Linked DNA regions of Gossypium arboreum: region 2 is linked to region 1. A link is a contact called in public Hi-C data. All regions are on one chromosome and are shown on one strand. Each heading gives the region's core, a stretch centred on a gene start, on an enhancer-like site or on the middle of the called end of the contact. The rest is flanking DNA. Distances are from core to core; before and after follow the strand shown.

The links. Hi-C and Micro-C count contacts between places; a contact is called where the count stands out from the background.
Region 2: a Hi-C map of leaf shows a contact between it and region 1, with 2.9 times the contacts expected there. The contact joins the promoter of LOC108469769 here to the promoter of LOC128296668 in region 1. A contact is called at or near these places in 2 of 5 Hi-C or Micro-C datasets (both in leaf).

What each region holds. Positions count from the first base shown.
Region 1 is chr8:136,136,707-136,144,632 of ASM2569848v2, forward strand. LOC128296668 (receptor-like protein 13) reads right to left here and starts at 3,092. Exons shown (of 1, transcript XM_053032118.1): 1 at 1,311-3,092. The coding sequence starts at 3,092. The coding sequence ends at 1,311. LOC108468598 (receptor-like protein 14) reads right to left here. Exons shown (of 9, transcript XM_053031904.1): 1 at 7,492-7,926; 2 at 7,283-7,360; 3 at 6,737-6,889; 4 at 5,897-5,971; 5 at 5,637-5,792; 6 at 4,617-4,691; 7 at 4,357-4,512; 8 at 4,161-4,244; 9 at 3,834-4,073. The coding sequence starts at 5,933. The coding sequence ends at 3,892.
Region 2 is chr8:136,527,433-136,535,358 of ASM2569848v2, forward strand. It overlaps LOC108469769 (L10-interacting MYB domain-containing protein), which reads left to right and starts at 4,299. Exons shown (of 5, transcript XM_053018076.1): 1 at 4,299-4,536; 2 at 4,708-5,044; 3 at 5,121-5,214; 4 at 5,856-6,307; 5 at 6,811-7,628. The coding sequence starts at 4,709. The coding sequence ends at 7,398.

The DNA of each region.
Region 1 (7,926 bases), core at 1,842-4,341:
CAATTAGTAAGACTTTCCTAGTTGATACATATACCTTTATTCTTTATGGGCACAAATTTCTTCACCTGATTCCGACTCATGTTTAGCTCCTCTATGTTGCTCAAAGCATCTAATAATTCCGTGAAGATCGACAAATAAAATTTAAAATTAAATCACAGAGAATAAATGCAATAACTCAACAATTAATTTGTTTCATTTAAAGGAAGATTACATATATTCAGTAATTTCACCTTTAATAGTTATTAATTCTTTAAGTTGATTATTCCTTATTCTCAATGACTTTAGATCGAAAAACCCACTAAGTTGTGCCAATAAGTTGTTGTGAAGGAGTTGGAATCCAAATTAAGCTCTTCTAAATTGGTCAAATTAAGTGGCCTCTCACCATGTACAAAGCATTTAGATAAGCGGATTTATCACTAATGGAATAGTAAATGAGATGTTGGTATGTATATGTAAGAATATGATAAAATGAAACATATCAACACATACCATGGGGAGATTGGAGGCTTTCAATTTTATTGTTACTCAAATTTATTAATTTCAAATTAGATAAATATCATGTGAACTCAATTTTAAATATTTATTAATTTGAGTTTAAATAAAATAATGAAACTACATATTTATTTATGATAATTTTATTAATTTAAAAATATTTATATCATTTAAAAATTTAAAGACTATTTTTGTTATTCATATTTAGTAGTTAATATGAAGTTTGGACTTATTTATATATATAAGTTTGAGCTTATGATTTAGTGGCAAAAGATTTTTCTTTGAGAAGGGATTGTATGAAATTGTGATTTCACATCATATTTATCTGTTTCCAATATAAGATAACTTAGATTTTTCCTCCTGATTACCAGTTTTTTCTTTTTGAAAAAATTCAAATACAACTAAAGTGCTAAAAATCAGGAGAAAAAATTTAATTTATCATTCTCCTATTTAAAAGGAATAGGAATGTGGAACCACAGTTTCATATAATCTTTTCTATCTTTCTTTACGCTAAGGTTTGAAACAATATGAAATTTTTACCACAACATCAATGGCTTGTTTGACTACAAAAATATAGATAGATATAAATTATATATATATATATGCTACAATATGTTTATCTGAACGCTGAAAATTGTAAAGCATTATTAAATGTTTTAATCGGTAATGCATGACATTATATATAGTTTTCTCATAATACACTATCAATTATTACATAACAAAGATATTACATTCTACCTTTAAAAACTTTAAAGCAAAGAACCCAAACAAACTTTGAAAAACAATTACATACAAATGTAAACCACCAAAGCACAAGGCTACCCGCTTCTTTTGAAGATGAGAAACCGCAGAAGATTGTCCTCAATAAAATACTGGCAAGTCTTGATGCAGTGTTCAACAAAAGAAAACCATGCTTGACGCCAGTAAGGATTTATATACAGGATGAGAACAATAACCAGTAACACAATTACATAAGAAACAAAAAAGGTCACCCAAAAAACATACTTGTCCATCAAACCACTTTCTTCTTCGTTGTTTGAGGTATTTGGTGCTGCTGTCGGGGGTGAATCAAGGTCGATGCAATTTTTATGTAGGAGAGGCCCACAGAGAAAAGGATTCTCCATATAACTGCTTTCATCAAAGGTTCCAAATTGAGCTTTCGGAGGCGGAATACTCCCTGACAAGTTGTTGTATGACACATTGAAGACTGCTAAGGTGTACAACTCTGTCAATTGAGTAGGGATTCTTCCGATTAGGTTGTTGTGAGAAAGATCCAGACTCTCAATTTGCTTGAACTTTGAGAACATTGACGGTATATGTCCAGTCAAATTATTGTGTGACAAGTTTAATGATCGAATTTCACTCAAATTTCCAATCTCTGTGGGGATTTCACCTGTTAATCTATTACATGATAAATCAATTCCAGACATGAGCTCAAGAATGTTTCCCTTGTACGTGTAAGATACTCTCTTTGTTGTATACTCTACCGTTTCTTCTATTTGATCCTCAATAGAGGGATATACATCCAATGACATTTCTCCTCTTAAAGTGGACCACTCAAATTCGGTCATTCCAAAGTAATTAGGTCTATCCATGATTCCTTCAAGCGTCGTCTGATAGTTCCTCATTGAAGATTTTTTATAATTTGGCTTAAGAGTTAGATTACTCAAACAAGAAGGTATCGAACCAGAAAGCTTGTTTTGAGAAAGATCAATGATGCTTAACGAATACAATTTGCACATCTCAATGGGAATTTCTCCGATAAAATAATTGGCTTTTAGAAGGAGGACACTTAAAGCCGAAAGAGTTCCAATCCTGTATGGAATTTTCCCAGTCAACTGGTTTTCACTAAGATCTAAAGTCACCAAGGAAGAGCTATTAAAGAATGCATTTGTCAAGGTTCCACTTAATCTATTTTTGCTCAAATGGAGATGTTCAATAGATTGTGCATCAAAGCAAGATGGTATTGGGCCAGAAAAATTGTTTTTTGAGAGGTCCAAAATATTGAGAGAATCCAAATAGCACAATTCTATCGGAATGAGACCCTGGAGCTGATTGTTGGATACTGCCAATATATTTAAATCTGTCACATTCCATATCCATCTTGGGAGTTCCCCAGACAAATTGTTGTTACTTAAATCCACATCTTGAAGAGGGTATGATGGGATAGTTGAGATATCAATGCCAGGTATATTTCCATCAAAGTTATTGCCATCTAAATATAACAAATATAATGAAGATGAGCGAAGGATAGTTGGGGTTATCTTCCCACTTAGATGATTATTTGATAGCCTAAGAAACCTCAACGAGTCACTTTGAGCTAACATTTCTGGTATTCCTCCTGATAGTTGATTATGTGATAGATCTAATATTAAGTCTCTAGTATTCAAACTACCCAAACAAGGAGGAATATTACCTTGAAGGAAATTGCCTGATAGATGTAACCCAAATAGTTGTGGAAAGATCGAACAAATGTTTGCTGGAATGGGACCTTGTATTTTGTTGTCAGATATATCAACAGCTGCCATGCTTGGATTCGAATGAGATGGAAGATTGAAATGACCCATAAAAGAGTTACCCTTCATTAAAAATGCTTCCATTCTTGTATTGTTCTCTAACAACCAAAAAGGAATCTTCCCTCTAAAATTATTATATGAAAGATCAATAATACTCAGGTCATTTTGGTAATAGAGGAATTTTGGAATTTCAATGTGGAGTTCCTTTGCTGTGCAATTCGACAAACGGAAGGCTTTTAGTTGGAACTTTGGGACCCATGTTTGAATGGTAGGCTCTTTGACTAACTTGTTTTGACTGCCTAAGAGGACTTTGAGGTGTGAGTGGTTGGAAAATGATAGGAAAATGGACGGAACTTCGAATAAGTTTCGTGAAAGAGAAATGAATCTAAGCAAAGTGAGATTGGCTAGAGCAGTGGAGGCACCTTTTCCGGCGAATTGATTATCGGAAATATCCAAATAATGAAGAGATGACAAGTTAGCCAAACATGAAGGGAGTGTTCCTTCAAGAGCATTTTCACTAAGATCCAACACCTCAAATTTCCGTAAATCGCACCATCTTGTAAAATAAATTTGTACAAATTATTTAAATATTCTAGGAGCATAAAAAAATTTATCAAGAGATTGTCTAAATAATTATGTCATAATTATTAATTTACCTTGAGTAGGTAATGTCCCAGACAGCCCACAACCATTCAAAGACAAAATTTTAAGAGAAGCCAATACACCAATGCTTTGAAGAATGTTGTTGTTGAGAGATGACGAATCCAACACTAATTCCTCTATTTTGCTCGACACATGCAATTGATCTTTACAAGTGTATAAGAGTTATTTAAATGACTGATGTTAAATAAATAATATTTTCAAATGGAATCAAATTATAAATTTATATATTCACATACATACATATTATACCTTGAGTAGAAAATGTGTTATTGAAGTGATTGTGTCTCAAATATAAAGTCTTAACAGATGAGAATGTCTCCAGAAGCTGTATTAGAGAAGTAGTTCCACCAGTGAACACATTGTCTAATGTAGCAATCTTTAGCTTTCCCAAACTTCCATTTTCTGATAGTCAAATTAGTGGTTGGCATCAGTTCACTAGATATCTAATGGCAAGTAATTAGTAAGACTTTCCTTAGTTGATACATATACCTTTATTCTTTATGGGCACAAATTCCTTCACATCACTCCCGCTTATGTCTAGCTCGTCTAAGTTGCTCAAAGAATCTAATAATTCTATGAAGATCGACAAATAAAATTTAAAATTAAATCACATAGAATAAATGCAATAACTCAACAATTAATTTGTTTCGTTTAAAGGAAGATTAAATAGATTAAGTAATTTCACCTTTAATATTTATTGATCCTTTAAGCTGGTTATTCCCTATCGTCAATGACTTTAGATTGGAAAACCCACTAAGCTGTGCCAATAAACTGTTTGTGAAAGAGTTGTAATCCAAATTAAGCTCTTCTAAATTGGTCAAATTTAGTGGCCTTTCACCATCTACAAAGCATTTAGTTAAACAAATTTATTACTAATGGAATATTAAATGAGATACAGGTATGTATATATAAGAATATGATAAAGTAAAACATATCAACACATACCATGGGGAGATTGGAGGCTCTCAATTTTATTCTCTCTCAAATTCAACATCTTTAGCCTCGTCAAATTATTCAATACTATCCAAATCAATCCAATGCATTTTTTGTCAGTCGAATAAAGTAATCATCACAAAAATTTAGTTATATTCAACTTCCATATAACAACCATATTCGTCTAACAAAATAATGGTTGTTATAGATAAGTGATTGTGATATACTTATAACAATATTTAATATTTAGACCATATTTGAATTTTAAAAAAATTAAATTAAAAATTATAATATATTAATAAAAATATCACTTAACGAGATTCAAATTATATCTCTAACAAAATTTATTAATGTAATTCCATTTATTAAAAATATTTTCTTTTAATAAAATATGATTAATATATTTTATATAAAATTTAAACATTTTGTTGAAATAATAACTGAACTAAAATTTATTTATTTTTTCACTTAAAAATAGAATTAGTTGTGTTAAAATGTGAGACAACATATTATTATAAAGAACTAATTTAATAAAATATACTATATACTTTATAGATGCAACTATTATATAAGGTAACAATAATAAATTCCACATCTACAAAACTATATATTGAAGAGATAAAATTTTAATTAAAATACTATTTTTTCGTGCTATGTACAAATTAATTGTATTTATTAATTAAAATACTATTTTTAAATTTAATACTAAAAATTTGATAACACAGAAAAAATATAGAAATTGAAATACTATTATTTTGGTACTTATATTTTACTTTATATATTGAAGAGATAAAATTTTAATTTATATATTAATATAATTTTTATATAATTGTAAAAGCGATAATATATAAAATTTATACATTTCTTTAAATTAAAATATTTTTTCAATGACTTTGAGTTACTCAAAATATCAAATAATTCTGTGAAGATCGACAAATATAATTTAAAATTAAATCATACATGATAAATGCAATAATTCAACCAGTAGTTTATTTGATTTAAAGGAAAATTAAATATGTTAAGTAATTCCACCTTTGATATTTATTGATCCTTTAAGCTGGTTATTGTACATATACAATGACTTTAGATTGGAAAGCCCACTTAGCTGTGCTAATAAACTGTTGTTGAAGAAGTTGTTACCCAAATAAAGCACTTCTAAATTGGTCAAATTAAGTGACCTCTCACCATCTACAAAACATTTAGATAAATAAATTTATTACTAATAAACTATTAAATAAGATATTAATATGTATATATAAGAATATGATAAAGTAAAATATATCGACACATACCATGGGGAGATAGGAGGCTTTCAATTTTATTGTCCATCAAGTACAACTCCTTTTACTTTGTCAGATTATTCAACACTATTCAAATCAATCAAATAACTTTTTTATTAGTCAAACAAAATCATATGACAAAAATTCAATAATTTTGGTTCATGAAATTCAACTACTTTCCTCAATAAAGGAAAGTCATCAAATACATTTTATTTTAGGCATAATAACTTATTTGACCTTTCAACTTTATAAAAAAAATTATTTTAGACCTCCATTTAACTTTTTGGTCTTTTAGTCTTTAAATTTGCGTTTCTTGTCAAATCACTCCAAAATGAATAGAGAAAATTAACCTTTTTTTAACTTTGCTAATATTGTATACATGTGGATTGTCAAGTAGATGACACGTTAATATTTAATTAATTTTTAATTTAAAAATAAAAATAAAACTATTTTAAAAAATAACCATTAAAATTATTAAAATTTTGAAAAAAATTAAAAAATACTTAAATTTTTAAAATTAGTTAAATGCTGATATGTCATCTACATAGCAATCCACATGTATGCCATATTAGCAAAGATAACAAATGTTAACTTTTCCATCCATTTTGAATTGATTTGACAAAAAATATAAATTTAAGGATTAAAAGAGGTGAAAAATTAAATTGAGGGCTAAAATAACTTTTTTTTGTAAAATTAGAGGGTCAAAAATTATACATTTATTTTACTACGTAAAAAAATTAAATCCCTAAAAGAAGGAATATATTTGAATATAATTTTTTTAACAGTTAAAAAGTTGATGAAATTGTAATTTACATATAGCTTATTATTTTTATTTTATGAAATTTTACATACCTCTAATATCTATTGACCCTTCCAATTGGTTTCCTCCAATGCGCAAGGACTTTAAACTTGATAACCCTTTCAGATATGTCAGATCATTGTTGTTCAAGAGATTACCATACAAATCAAGCACTTCCAAATTTATTATCGGTTGCATTTTCTCACCTGTAAAAGATACATGTCATACAATTCTAAAAAGAATTTGTTTGTATAATATGAAAGAATAATTATTAGTCAAGCTTTCATCTTTTAACTTGTTCATAAATATACTTTTATAGATCAGATTATGTTGATTATATATAGAATATCAAATTTAAATATACCTTGAAAGTATCGAAGATTTCTGATTTTATTGAACATTAAATCTAACGTCTTCAAGTTTGTCAAACTCTTTAATTCTATCCAAGAGCAATGAAATATATCAAGTATCAACATGTATCAAGGCTTATTCACAGCTAATTAAAATTAATTAAAAGAAATTTAATAAGAGTACGATGAAATAAATTAATAGAGAATTTAGTAATCACTACATTTTAATTTAGTTTAAAAGAAGCTTACTTAATAAGATACTGTCATTAAAGTTATTGCCGTATAAGCGGAGGAATTCCAAGTTGTCGAAAGCTGATAATAAAGATACTACATATAACAGAAAGTTATTGGTAATGATTGTCTTAATTTACAATAATAAAATAAACGAAATAAATATAAAAACATTAAATTAAATTTCAAGGATTAATCAGTTAGGATAGAGATGAAAAACAACGAACCTTTATTATCCACAAAACCTTCAATTTTATTGTTACTCAAATGAAGACTCTTCAATTCTTCAAATGGAAGAAATAAAGAGACATTGAGATACCCCTTTGAAGTACTTCGACGTGCGCCATTGAGATTGAGACTTATTACTCGTTCACTAGTGATGTTGCACTTAACTCTTTCCCATTGACAACAATTCGAACCCTTCACATCTACCCAGTCCTTCAATTCGATAGGGTCATTGAAGAAAGATTTGAGTTGGAAGAGAGCAATTCTCTCCTGCTCCAAGCACCCCTCAATCTGTCGCCACCCTCGTATGATGAACAGAAGTGTAGTGAGTAGTACCCAAAACGATTTAGCCTCCATCTTCTCTAAATCAACAAACCACACACTTGATACCTTTGTGCATTTGAATCAACCAAAGCCTTGGACTTTATAGACAACTT
Region 2 (7,926 bases), core at 3,049-5,548, 390 kb after region 1:
GCAGATTATCTCGAATTACCAAATACAGGATATTGCTTTTATAAAAGAATTGTTTTAAGGCATCGAGTAAAAACATGATGTGATTTATAGTAAAATATAAAAGCAAATTATGGTATTAACACGTAGAATATAATGATAGGAGTGATAGTGTCAAAAACAATAATATGAACAGTTATGGAAGATGAAACAATAACGAAGCTAAGTATCATATGAATGTAAACACATACGTGAGGAAAACGAAGTAATCGAACACGTAAGCAAATAAATATAAAAATGGCAGAATAAAATGACAATGATAACGGTAATAATGATATAAAAGTACATACATTTACGTATCAAGGTACCTACGTAATAATAGAAGTAATAAGAAATATATAAAAGAAACATATATATACATAGTGATAATAGTACAATATTGAAAAATACATATCGTAGTATATATAAAATGGATACGTAATATAATAAAAATTACATAGTATGTATATATATATATATTAGTAATAATAATAATGATAATACAAATAATGAATGATTTAATGTTTGAAATAATTTACAAGGATATAAATAAATAGATGATGAAATGATAGTAATAAGAGTAATGATACATATAAGCAAAATAAATGCGCTAATATATATATATATATATATATTAAATTAGTTAGTATAAAAGTAATAGCGTATAAGTAATTAAAAATGTTATAGTAATAAAAGTAATAATACAATAGTGATAACAATGAAAAGTATAATAATAATAATAATAGTAAAATGCAAAGATAATGATAATAATAATAATAAACATTACATAAATATATATTGAAAATAAATATATGATAATATTAAATGTATATACATAATATGTACATGAAATACAAAACAAAATATACACATAATATATTAAAATATATACATAATATACATTATATATATATACATATATAATATTTGAAAAGAACAAATATACATAATATAATACTAATACATATATGTAATATGGAGTATAACGAATATATATTAAAAGAATACATATATAACATACAAATACATTAATAATAATAAAAGACAATAATATTAAACTATTCATAATACTATATAATATATATATATATATATATATATATATATAAGTATTAAATAAAATGATAATGATAGAATGCTAATAAAAAAAAATACAAACATAATAACAATAATAAAATATAATATTATGAATAATATTAAAATTAAAATAGAATAATGAGAAAAAAGTAAAAAAGGACGAAAATCAAAACGAAAATGAATTTTGGGGCAAATTTCAAAAGAAGTAAAAAGAAAACGACCAAATTGCACAACCTAGAAGTACTGAAAATGTAATATTCCCCCGTCTTAATATGTAGCACGTGGCTATAGACCAAGTTGAAAAGCAGGACAAATTCCTATGTAAGATTAAAATTGAAAAAACTTAATTGCAAAGTCATGTGAAAGCGGAGGGGCCAAAAGCGCAAATAACCCCTCCGCTTCAAAAACACGCGGATCCAAGGTCGGACGGGTAGGGTCGGCCCGCTCCACCCTTAAAACGACGCCGTTTTGCGCCTTGGGGGGAGGGCCAAAACGGTACCGTTTTGGTACCGTTATATAAGTTAAAAAGTTGATTTTTTTTTCATTTTCTGCATGTTTCACAAAAAAAAGGGGTCTCCATTCTCTCTCTCTCACCCTTTTCCTCTGCTGCCAGTTTCCGTGGCCGAACCCGTTGCGGAAAGGTAAAAAATTCTTCTTCTTTTTTTCTGTTTTAAAGTGTATTTGTTTTTCTTTCGTTTATATTGTATATTTATGCATAGATATGGTTATATAATAGGTAGATTAGGTTATGAAATAACAACAAAAAAAAAAAAAAAAAAAGGAGTCGCCTTAGATCTACAGCTTCTATTTCTGATGGCTTTGGGTTTGTTTTGATGTTGTTTATCTTATTTTGATATCACTAGAGTTGTTGTTTTCTTTGCTTAAAAAGATCGAATGCTTTTTTCGTATATATTATGAGCTGCCGAGAGAAAACAATGGTTTTGAACTTGGCCTTTTATAGACATTTCTTTACAATTTGCTTCTCAATTGATTACTCTGTTCTTCTTGCAGGTACACGGGCGGTGGATGTGACATGGGCGGTGCTGCAAGCGTCGGCTGGTCAAAAGTCCCTAGGAGCGGTGCACCTAAGGTTTGTTTATTATTTTTTTTCTGATTTTGGGTATTGGGCTTAACTTGGGCATTGGGTCTTGATTTGTTTGGGTTGGGGCTTTGATTTGTTGGGCTAAACGGGCTTGTACATATATAAAACCAATTTAGATTTTTTTGCTAATAATACTATTTTAGTTAAAATTTTGTGGGATAAGTAAAATCAATTAAATTTTGTAATAAAAATTAATTACAATTTTATCAAAGATATTTTTAAATTTTAAATAAATTAAAATAAAAATCAAATTTCAATTTTTAAAATTAAATAAAGTCAAAATCAAAAGTTTTTGAGATTTTGAAATATATAAAAATTCAGAAATTTTGCATCGTTCACTTATTAATTTTACTCCAACATAAACAGATAAAAGCAATTTTTATTAAGTATTTATTGTTTTTGGAATTTACTATCAAGATTATATGAAGTCGAAATTGCATATTTATAATAATAGAAAATGATAATTACATTTACAAATTATATATAAAAATAAAATAATAATTTAGTTTATAAGTGTTATTTTTATTAATTTTTTGAAAAGATTTTAGTTGTTGAGTCCAAATTGATATTTGAATGCAGAAAATAAGTAGTGCCACAAACAACGCTTAAAGTTGTGCCAACTGTTTTAGGCGCTAATAGAGAGGCGTATAAAATAAATAACATAAGAGATATTTACGTAGTTCAGGGTAGAATATTCATTATCTTGCATCTTATGCAACAAGTATTTTAAAACTTGAACACTCACCAGTTTCGACTATACACTTTTGTACCTAAGATTTAAACATGTCCTTCTAAGTTTTCCCTTAAAAACTGAGGATACTAACCAAGTCACGCACTTGATTATTACACTTCAATGCACTAATATAAACGTTCCACAGTGAATAAGATAAAGTGCTCTTTCTATCACTACAAAATGTATACAAGTCTTCACAATAAATAAGTAAATGAGACTTGCTAACATACTATATCTTTTACAATTAATCTCCCTCAAATTAAGCAGGACAACTTGCACAAAGAATATTTCTCAAAACATCACAGGATAAATCTTGAATAATGAGGATATACTTTCTACTTTAGCCCGATTCGATCCAATCCACCAATTATGAGAAGTTGATTACTTTGATCTGAATCCAAACAAATCACCAAGATAAGTTGTTATGTGTAGTTTAGATATTAAAGATTGGTTGGTAGTCATCCAAAGTAATAGCAAGAAGCACAACCAAAACATGTTTGTTACAAAAATTTGCCAACTCAGACATGTCCGTTTTTTCAAGTAGACAATGCTACTACCAATTGGCATTGGTCTAGTTATTGGTTTAGACACTCCTTGAAAAATGTCTCAACAATATTTAATTTAAGTTTGGGTCACTTTAAATTACTTCTTTTGATTCAAGTCGTTGACTTCTAATAATAAAATTGAGTTAATCGAGTTAAATCATCAAGTTCGAGTTAAAATTGACAGGTTTATGTCATCATTATATTATTATTATGTAAATAGTAATTTATTTGTAATTGGAAGGGATGATAAATTCAAATAATGTTTATAATTTAATTTGGTGGGACAAAATTTTCTTTTGGCAAATGGTTGAGAGAATTTATTTTTGGAAGAGTCAATGGCGAGAAATGACACCATTGAATCTCACCTGCTTAAATTTTAAATTTTGGAAGGCTTAATATCTAATTTGATATCTTATTTTGATACTTTTTAATATAGTATTTGTGTTATTTTTTGTTTAATTTAGTACATATAATTTACAAAAGTTATATATATTTTGATATCTAAATGTAACAATGTTAATTTTGTAGTTCTTAATTCAAGTTTAAAGTTAATTTAATGAATATTCATAATTATTAACAATTAAAATTTATCAAATCAACTCTAAAACTCAAATAAAATTATATTCATCGATGTATTTAATTTAAACAAATTCTCAATTAACACAAAATTTATTGTATTAACAAAATTATAAAAAAATTTAAGATTAATAAATTTTAACAGTGACTATAATTTTCAAATTTTAAATGAGAATAACAAAAATGACATAAACAAATTTCAGTGACCAAAATAATATCTACATTACCTTAAGTTTAATTATGAAATATGAATATGTTGAATTTATTGATAAACATTTGGGCTCTTTGTCAGGCCTAATCTGTGAAAATGATAAACGATCTTATCCTTGCAATTTGGGATAAATGCAGAATTGGGATACTCCGCTCCTCTTGTCTATGATCTAATTCCAGCCGCCAAGCATTCATAGCACTATCCAGGAAAACCTTATCCCGACATTTGCAGAAAACCCAGGTTCTTGCCCCTCCATTTTCCCAGAGTCGAATCCAAGGTATACATTTTTCACTCAACTAAACCCATTCTCTCTCTCTCTCTTCTTCACCTTTTCTTTTGTGGTTCGTTTTTAATTTGATTTTTTTTATTTCATGCCCAAATGTTTACATTGATTTATAATTCTTGCCTTTCGATTCTGATGGTGCCTTGTCTTTTTACGTTGTTCAAGAATGGGTATCCGTGCCAAGAGCAATTTGGATCGATCAAGGACGATATGGACACCCGAGATGGACCGATATTTCATCGATCTCATGTTGGAGCAACTCAATAAAGGTAATAGGTTCGATGACCATGTTTTCAGCAAAACGGCATGGATGAACATGAATTCATCGTTCAACGAGAGGTTCAAGTTCGAATACGAGATGGATGTGCTGAAAAACCGGCACAAAACACTGAGGAATCTGTACAAAGCTGTTAAGAACCTGTTGAATCAGAAGGGTTTTAACTGGGATTCGACTCGACAAATGGTGATCGCCGAGAATAAAATCTGGGATGAATATATCAAGGTTCAATGCTTTACTTATTTGATGATTTTGAGGGTTTTTTTGCATTGCAGGATCTTACGGGTTTTCTTATTTACAGGTAAGCCCAGATGTGCGTCCTTACAGAGTTAAAACTATTCCTTACTACGATGATCTGGGTATTATATATGGAGATAATTCAGCTAGGAAAACAGGTAATGATTCAATCGTTGATACTACTAGGTCTTAAGTTTGGTGGTCCACTCTGAATGTCGGGTTTGAATATGAATATTTCCGGACTCCAGACTAGTTCGCATGACTTTGTTCGAAGTTTTTTCATGAATGATCTTTGTGTTTATTTATGGAGATAGGGTAATTTTTAAAAAGGGTTATAATTTTGTCCTTGACATGACTAACTCCGTGTCCGGTTTTGAACTTAGAGTGAGTTTCAGATACGGATATGCATCGACCTTTTTCATTAATGATTTTTGTTTTATGTATCGAGATAGGATAGTTAGTATAAAGGGTAAAAGTTCTATCCTTGATACTACTAATTCTTTGTCTAGGGCTTTGTTACCGGTACTCGGGGTTGAGTCTTGGGTATGAATACATGCATAACACGAGCATGCTCTTTTTTCTAAGCTTTTCCATATACGTGGAGGATCATAAACCGTATCTATGTCCAAATATTTGTCGGACACAGGCATTAAACATGGATATTTTAGGAACAGAAGAGTCCGGGTAACATGAGTCTGGTGTATCTCATTGTTAGAAGGTTTCATATGTTGCTGATATAATATGATACCAGGCTTTAATTTGCCTGAGACATCATCACACTCAGGTGACGATATAACAGGATCTGCTGCTCAACCAGAATGTGGCAATAAAGGAACTGTGGAGGCTGTTCATGAAATTGTTGTGCGTGATGATTTTATCTGTTTGCCACTAGAAGTGGAGGACACAACAGAGACGACGCTGAATGCAACAACAAACCCACTATATAGTCGTACTAGAATGTACTGGCAACCACCAATGGACCGGTTTTTCATTGATCTTATGCTTGAGCAATTGCAGAATGGGAACCAGATTGATGGTGTATTTTGCAAGCAGGCATGGACAGAGATGATTGCTTCATTTAATGCGAAATTCGGTTTTAATTATGATGTGGACATACTAAAGAATCGGTATAAAACTCTAAGAAGACAATATAATGTAATAAAGAATCTTCTTCAACTGGATGGATTTACTTGGGACGATGACCGTCAAATGGTGATTGCTGATGATAGTGTATGGCAAGACTACATCAAGGTATTACATGTAATACTTGAACTGCTGTCGATGCTTATATAGTCTAGGCCATATTATCCATAAGATGTTCAGCTATGTTAAATCGTACCTGATGCATGCATAATCTACATGGAAGCCACTTAATATCCACCATCAAGAATTCATGGCATTGTTTTATTTCTTTAGATCGATGTTGTTTTGATATGTCGATATGGATGTGACACGAGTATGTTAAACTTTTTCTAAGTTTTTCATGTATTTTAAGGGTCATCTTCCCATACTTTTATTGGAATATGTGTTGGACATGGGTTCCTCAATTAAAATGAAGAGTTTGAGTGGTGCAGTTTAAGGGTAACAATGTTACGAGGAAGATGATACCGCCTTTATTTCATTTTGTTCATCGATTTGTTTGGTATACTATTAAAAGCCCGTTGAGAAGTAATAGAGAGACTTTTGATGCATATCATTATAATAATGGTTTCATTATATGGGATTTGAAAAAGCTGTTATGTACTAACATGCAGGGACATAAGGATGCACGACAATTCATGACTCGACCAGTGCCGTACTATAAAGACCTGTGTTTGATATGCAATTCCCCATATCCTGATGGAAGTGATTGCTTTTCCCTTCAATGTACGGACCCAGAAAACAGGGTTCAAGAAGTGAAGCTGGGGCAAGCAACCAAGTGTTCTCCATCTCCTGTAACATCTGTTTCGGGTGAAGATGAAATAGGTGATGTGCTGGAGCCAGCACATCGGGATTCAAACACAAATGGATCTAACCTGAAGTGCAAACGTCAACCAGAAAACAGGTTAAATTCTGCACATACAAAGAAATCACGAGGCGAAGATGATGACATGGCCAGTGCTCTCCGAGAGATGGCAAGCGTGGTTTCGTCTTTAGCGGAGAAGAAGGATGATGGGAACACCAACTCCATTCCGATAGAGAATGTGATTACAGCAGTACAGGCACTACCTGACATGGACGAAGATCTTATATTGGATGCATGTGACTTGCTGGAAGATGAAATAAAAGCAAAAACTTTTATGGCATTGGATGTTAAACTGAGGAAGAAGTGGCTGTTACGGAAGCTTCGTCCTCAGCAGTGAGTTTAATCGAGTTGTGTCTAGTTTCAATGGAATGGTTTAGATATGTGTCATGGTGAATGTAAATTCAGTGAGTAGAGTCAGAGTTAGCAAGTAATTTGGCAGACTAAAGTTTCAAGAATCTTATGAAAATGGCCGAGAAAGTCTAAATATTTGCTCTGATGTATATTTGTATCTATAGGAATAAGCTTATATTTTAATTTGAATATGAAATCGGCTTTGAATATAAATAATTGAGGGTTCAGGGTTATACAAGCTACCATCCATGGTTGTTATCCCCAACTATTTTATGTAATGCAACTTAATTCCTGGCACCATCCATTAGTTTTTGGCATGAGAATTGGGGTGGGTATTGGGCAATTAAAAAACTTGTTGAATCGAGGTGAAGAGCTTTTAACTTTCGAATAAGTTGGGCGAGGCTGGGACAATGGTCTCTTACCAGTCTCAGCCGTTGTTAATAACTCTGCTTAATAGTCTAGCATCCGTCTACTATAATGAGGTGGATACACTCACCTGAGGTCCTTCCCCAAA